2 separate regions of the Mus musculus genome follow, and region 1 is linked to region 2. Evidence: chromatin contacts called from public Hi-C data. All regions are on one chromosome and are shown on one strand. Each heading gives the region's core, a stretch centred on a gene start, on an enhancer-like site or on the middle of the called end of the contact. The rest is flanking DNA. Distances are from core to core; before and after follow the strand shown.

The links. A called contact is a pair of places that touch in the nucleus more often than the background predicts.
Region 1: a Hi-C map of cerebral cortex shows a contact between it and region 2, with 2.5 times the contacts expected there. The contact joins the enhancer-like site here to the promoter of Htr5a in region 2. A contact is called at or near these places in 1 of 39 promoter capture datasets (stem cell-derived epiblast-like cells), 3 of 484 Hi-C or Micro-C datasets (bone marrow-derived macrophages, cerebral cortex and embryonic stem cells) and 2 of 9 other capture datasets (embryonic stem cells and pancreatic islet).

Annotation. Positions count from the first base shown.
Region 1 is chr5:27,715,952-27,718,890 of GRCm38.p6, forward strand. It overlaps Dpp6 (dipeptidylpeptidase 6), which reads left to right. Exons shown (of 26, transcript NM_207282.3): 21 at 2,503-2,557. Among named protein-coding and RNA genes, the nearest start is that of Paxip1, 74 kb to the right of the region's middle. Within about 2 kb of position 1,585, at least 19 of the 459 cell types and tissues checked have an H3K27ac peak or open chromatin away from gene starts, as enhancers often do. A contact at or near this core is called in cerebral cortex, where this site is marked.
Region 2 is chr5:27,840,637-27,843,497 of GRCm38.p6, forward strand. Htr5a (5-hydroxytryptamine (serotonin) receptor 5A) reads left to right here and starts at 1,311. Exons shown (of 2, transcript NM_008314.2): 1 at 1,311-2,553. The coding sequence starts at 1,813.

The DNA.
Region 1 (2,939 bases), core at 335-2,834, 120 kb before region 2:
AGAATCACAGGCGTGAAAGGACAAGGACGAGGCATGGATGGTGTCATTTTTGCATGTGTGTTCCTGGGCCTGGGTATGGTTGGAGAACACAGCATTAGCTGAGCTCCCTTGTGTGCTGGAGTCTGCAGTGAGCTGATCTTGCTCACACACCTCAAGCTTCCAAGCTTCAGAAGAGGAGACTTGGCTGACTTTCAGAGTATCCTTTGTAAAGACTGCAAAGGGCCTTCTCCTCCAGGGAGTGTTTGCTGCCTTTGTGTCGATGTGGTCACAGTGCCAGATGAAGTGATTTAAGAGTGGAAAGGGTTATTTGGCTCACAGTTCTGTCATGTCAGTCTGTCATGGCAGGAGAGTCGTGCCAGGGTTTCTGGCTGTAGGAGTCTGTGGAAGCTGCTCTTCACATCGCGGATGGACAGGAAACACAGCAAGGCTGGAACCAAGGCCAACCTTCAGAGGCCCACCCTAGTGCTTCACTTCCACCATCTGATGCCCACCTCCAGAATGTCCATAGTTCCTCTACATAGCCCCACCACACAAGGAGCAAGTGCTCAAAGCCCAAACCATGAGTGTGTGTAGGAGGTTCAAGCCACAACAGGGAGTGTGAGCTAGCCAAAGAGAGACAAGATGATGTCTTCGAACTTCATGTCTTATGGACAAAAACTACAGAGGGCTAATGTGATGGCTCAGAAGCTAAGAGCACTCGCTGCTCTTCCAGAAGACCCAGGTTCAATACCCAACACCCATATGATAGCTGATAGTTCAGAATTGTCTGTAACTCCAGTTCCATAAGGCCTAGTGCTGTCTTCTGGCCTCTAAGGGCACTACATACATGCTGTGCACAGACATACATGTAGGCAAAAAAATCTATATACACAAAATAAGAAGGCACAGAGGAGAACATCTCAAAAAACAAAAAAATCTATATACACAAAATAAGAAGGCACAGAGGAGAACATCTCAAAAAACCTAACAATCTGAGAAGGTATTTGTGTGAGGGTGCTTTTGACAGAAGTCACACACACACACACACACACACACACACACACACACACTTACACATGCTTACACACATATACACTTGTGTTTGCTTTTAAGGCAAGGAGCTCGTGAGCTCTGAAGGTCCACAGAGGTATTAGACCCCAGGGCTGAAGCTCCATAGAACAACAGTGTCCACAAAGATGCAGGTCTATCCATTTATACAGCCAAGCAGGACAGACTCGCTTCAAGAGACTTTTCCCAGTTTAGGACAGCCATGACTATGATAACATTAGCTTCCAGTCTTCCGATGTCACTAGCTGGTCAGGAACACAGAAGACACTTCCAGAAACTCCAAGAAAGGAAGGAAGGAAGAGTTCCTTGACTCTAAAATAGCCTGGTAACCTTCTCTTTATTTCCTTGGACTTACCCTGCATGATCCAGAACCCAGAGCCCCCACTCCACACCAGCACAAGATAGCCTGGGAACACTTGTAAGGGTCTGCATCATCAGATAGAAAGCTGGCTTGCCAGGGACCAGCTGGCCCAGATTCTGGCTGTGGGAGGACAGGAACAAGTGACACTGGCTTCTGTCTGCAAGGAGGAGGAGCAGATGGCTGCCTGTAACCCACACTACACCAGACAGGCTTCCCAGGGAAAATGAGGTAGTATTTAGACAGGCTGGGGAAGGAAGGAGCACTATCCTTGCCTTTTGCCCTCCTGCCTAATTCCCTTCCCTGTCTTCTCCTGCTCTTACTTCATCCCATCTGACAGTGAGGCCCACTGTCTCCTCCCTGTCGTGGAGAACCCAGGAAAAACATCCCGAGTCCTAACATACCTGTGAGGTTGTAGTCCCTGGAGCCCCTCCCTTGAAGCTTGGAGATAAAAGGATAAGGACCATTTTCTTTCATTCTCTAAAAACAAGGAGTGAGCTCACCAGCTGAGCAAAGACAACAGCAGACATGTTCTAGGAAAACATCAATGATGTCACACCTCAACCCAGAAGCTCACAGAACAAGAACCCAGCAATGATTATAAGGCTTGGCACCATCAGATAGCAAGGTAGATTTTCTGTGTGGAAGGAGGAGGTCGATGCTGGCCCATAGCAGTAACTTCCTAAAGCTCTCTAGCTCTGAATGTCTTCTACCTGCTCATGTACCCTTGGAGCCCACGTGGTGGGTGTAACGTCCATGTGTAAGGACAGTCACATAACCCAGCACCTTATTGCAGAAGAGAAGATGGCAAAGGAGGGGCCCAGAGACCTCTGGTGCTCTCTGCTGCTTCCAACATCTCAGCTGTGCACCTGGAAATTCCCCCAGAAGCCTCACAAGGGTGCTATTGCATTTCGAGTGTAAATATACTGTGAGTGCCACATAAATAAAAACCATCAACAACTGTGTTTAGAATTCCAAGATTCTTTCTAATTTGAAAAGGTTCTTCATGTGTGCTATGGATAATTAATATGGCTGTAGACCACAGACCACAGAGGAGACCCACATAAGTTCTCCCCCTCTCTCCCCTCTGCCTGCAGAACTATGCTGAAGGAGCAGTATATTGACAAGACTCGGGTAGCTGTGTTTGGGAAGGTGAGTTGTGCTGTCTTCAGCCTGGGCTTGTGAGCCCTGGAGTACAGAATGGTGTAAGCCTCCTTGTGAGCCCCTCTGAGATCATCTTGGGGGAAGGAGGAGAGATTAGTGACTACAGCTTTGTGGGGAAGAGTTAACCTTTGGCCTTTGTCACATGACCTGAAAGGAGGGAAATAGGCCAGGTCCTTGTCAGAGAGCTCCCCTGAGCTCCTCATTTCTTCTCTTGCAGAGCCTGGTGAGCTCTGGTGGGCACTCCAGGAGAGGAGGGACCAGGACCCAGGGGGTGGACATCTTCCCATGTACAGTCACATCAATTCCCCATGTTTTCTCAGATGGAAGCAAGGCTGTGGGTTCCCCATGGCTAAAGCATAGCAGTTTCCAC
Region 2 (2,861 bases), core at 61-2,560:
TACTACCATATCCTCTTATTTATGTATTACTATTATTATTATGCACACACACAAGCTCCTGTGTGTACTGTGTGTATGTGGGTGTCATAAGCCATAGTGCACATGCAGAGAGACAGCTTTCTGCAGTTGCTTCTCTCCTTGAGGGCTGGGGCTGTAGCTCAATGACAGTGTTCTTTGCCTAGTATGTGCAAAGCTCTGGGCCTCAACTCTTACACTGAAACAAAGAAAACTCCTAGGTCAGACCTTTTGATAGTTTTACAAGCATGCATGGGTAATTTTTTTAAATTTTATTTCATTTATTTTTTGAGTCGGAGTCTCACTATGTAGCCCTGGCTGGCCCTGACCTTGCAGAGCTCCACCGGCCCCAAGCTCAAGTGCTAGGATTAAGGGCTGAACCATCATGACTGTCTCAATACTTTTCAAGCATGTTTCAAGCATTTCAAGTGCCGTAGAGATTTTCTCTTTTTTTTCTTTAGGGTTTGTTTTTGTTGTATGTGTATGTTTACATGCTTGTATGTGTACATGGTGCCTGTGGAAGCCAGAATAAGGTGTCATATCCCCTGGACATGGAGTTACAGCCAGTTGTGGGCCACTGTGTGAGTCAGTCCTGCGAACCAAAGCAGGTTCTCAGCAAGGGAAGCCAATGATCTTAATGGCTGAGCCATTCCCTCCAGCTTCTTTTCCATAGAAACTTCTGTAGAGTCACTAGAGAGGCTCCTGTAAGCCTCTTTCTAAGCTCAGGAAACAAGCACCCTATCTCCAACAGTCATCAATCTTTCTCCTTTAAAACAAACAACTCTTTAAGTGAGGCCACCGAGCTCTCCGAGTTAGGAGGCAACCACATACGGAAACCTGGAAGGGAACAACAGTAGGCTGTTAGGAAGTTAGTTGGTTAGTTGGTTGGTTAGTTAGCCTAACCCAGGACACCTGTACTTCAAGCAAATGGCTCGAAGTCTCAAAATCACCTTCAGAGGGAGCATGAGTGCTGGAAGAAGGGTTTAGGAAAGTTTACTAATTAATTCCCGGCCACTGACCCAGTGGTAAAGAGCGATGGGACTGTGGATAGACACCAAGCTGCGTGCTGGTATAGGCAGCGGCACCGTGGACAGCGCCAAGCACTGAGCTGCACACAAAGCCAGTGCTGAATACTCCCATGCAGAGAGCCGGGTGGAGAGAGGCGGCTTCATCAGCTGATGCCTTACGTAGTGCGGGAGCCCCACTTTGCTAAAGCAGGTCTGGGTGGGCGCGCCAGCGTGCCCTCTCGGAGCAGCAGCCTCAGGCACGGTGGAGAGAGATCAGGACAGGGCAGAAGGCCATCTCCAGAAAGCAGGTATCTACGTGGCTTCCAGTCCCCAACCCCCACCCCTCGGAGCCACTGCCGGGAGAGGGGGGAGGTGGGCAAGGAGCAACCCTGGACCAGCGACTGTTCTGACGCACTAGCTGAGTTCTGGGCATCCACCCTGCACTGGGCGGGGGCCGACCTCAAGGATGCTCTGCTGCAGGCGACCAGACAACAGTCTCCGCCTAGGTGAGGAACAGCAGGCATGTGATAGCAAAGGCGGGCCCTGGCTTCTAGATTCAGCCCCTTGAGTCCGCTTTCCATATCTCTAAGGATACCTGGGCTGCGCTGCTTGTAGCCCAGCACCCTCCTCTCTGCTACAATTTCCTCCGGACTCTGACTGGGTGGAGACTGAGGCCAGGTTCTTGGCTCTTAGCAAAATCCTCTCCATTGGCCATCGGTCGCAAACATCTAGATTGACTTCAGTGGGCTCGGTGGCAACACAGTCTAAACACAGGTGTCCTGGGACAGCAATGGATCTGCCTGTAAACTTGACCTCCTTTTCTCTCTCTACTCCCTCCTCTTTGGAACCTAACCGCAGCTTGGACACGGAAGTCCTGCGCCCTAGTCGGCCTTTTCTCTCAGCTTTCCGAGTGCTAGTCCTGACTTTGTTGGGCTTTCTAGCTGCGGCCACATTCACTTGGAACCTGCTGGTGCTGGCTACCATCCTCAAGGTACGCACCTTCCACCGAGTACCACACAACCTGGTAGCTTCCATGGCCATCTCGGATGTGCTAGTGGCTGTGCTGGTTATGCCACTGAGCCTGGTACATGAGCTGTCTGGGCGCCGCTGGCAGCTGGGCCGGCGTCTATGCCAGCTGTGGATCGCATGTGACGTGCTCTGCTGTACTGCCAGCATCTGGAATGTGACAGCAATAGCTCTGGACCGCTACTGGTCAATCACGCGCCACCTGGAGTACACACTCCGTACCCGCAAGCGTGTCTCCAATGTGATGATCCTGCTCACCTGGGCACTCTCCACTGTCATCTCTCTGGCTCCACTGCTATTTGGCTGGGGAGAGACTTATTCTGAGCCCAGTGAGGAATGCCAAGTCAGTCGCGAGCCTTCCTACACCGTGTTCTCCACCGTGGGTGCCTTCTACCTGCCGCTGTGCGTGGTGCTCTTTGTGTACTGGAAAATTTACAGGGCGGCGAAATTCCGCATGGGCTCCAGGAAGACCAACAGCGTCTCCCCCGTACCCGAAGCTGTGGAGGTGGGTGCTATAAGGATCGTTAGAAAATACGTCACTTGTATCTCACAGGCTTTTCTTGCAGCGCACTTCACCTTATGTCTGTGGAAGGTAAAACTCTCCAGTTTGGGGAGAGGTAGATGAGGGAGGAAGGGGGGGCTCAAGAGCCAGAGACTCCCTTTGCTCTAAGCACTGAATTACAGAGGCCCTCCCATACTGAATGTCTGGGGGATTGTTTTCTTTCTTGAAAAATGAGGGGTTTGCCATCCACATTCTACCTGGTCCACTTTGGTACTAAAGTCCTGTGGATGGGCAGTACCTGGGAAAGCTGG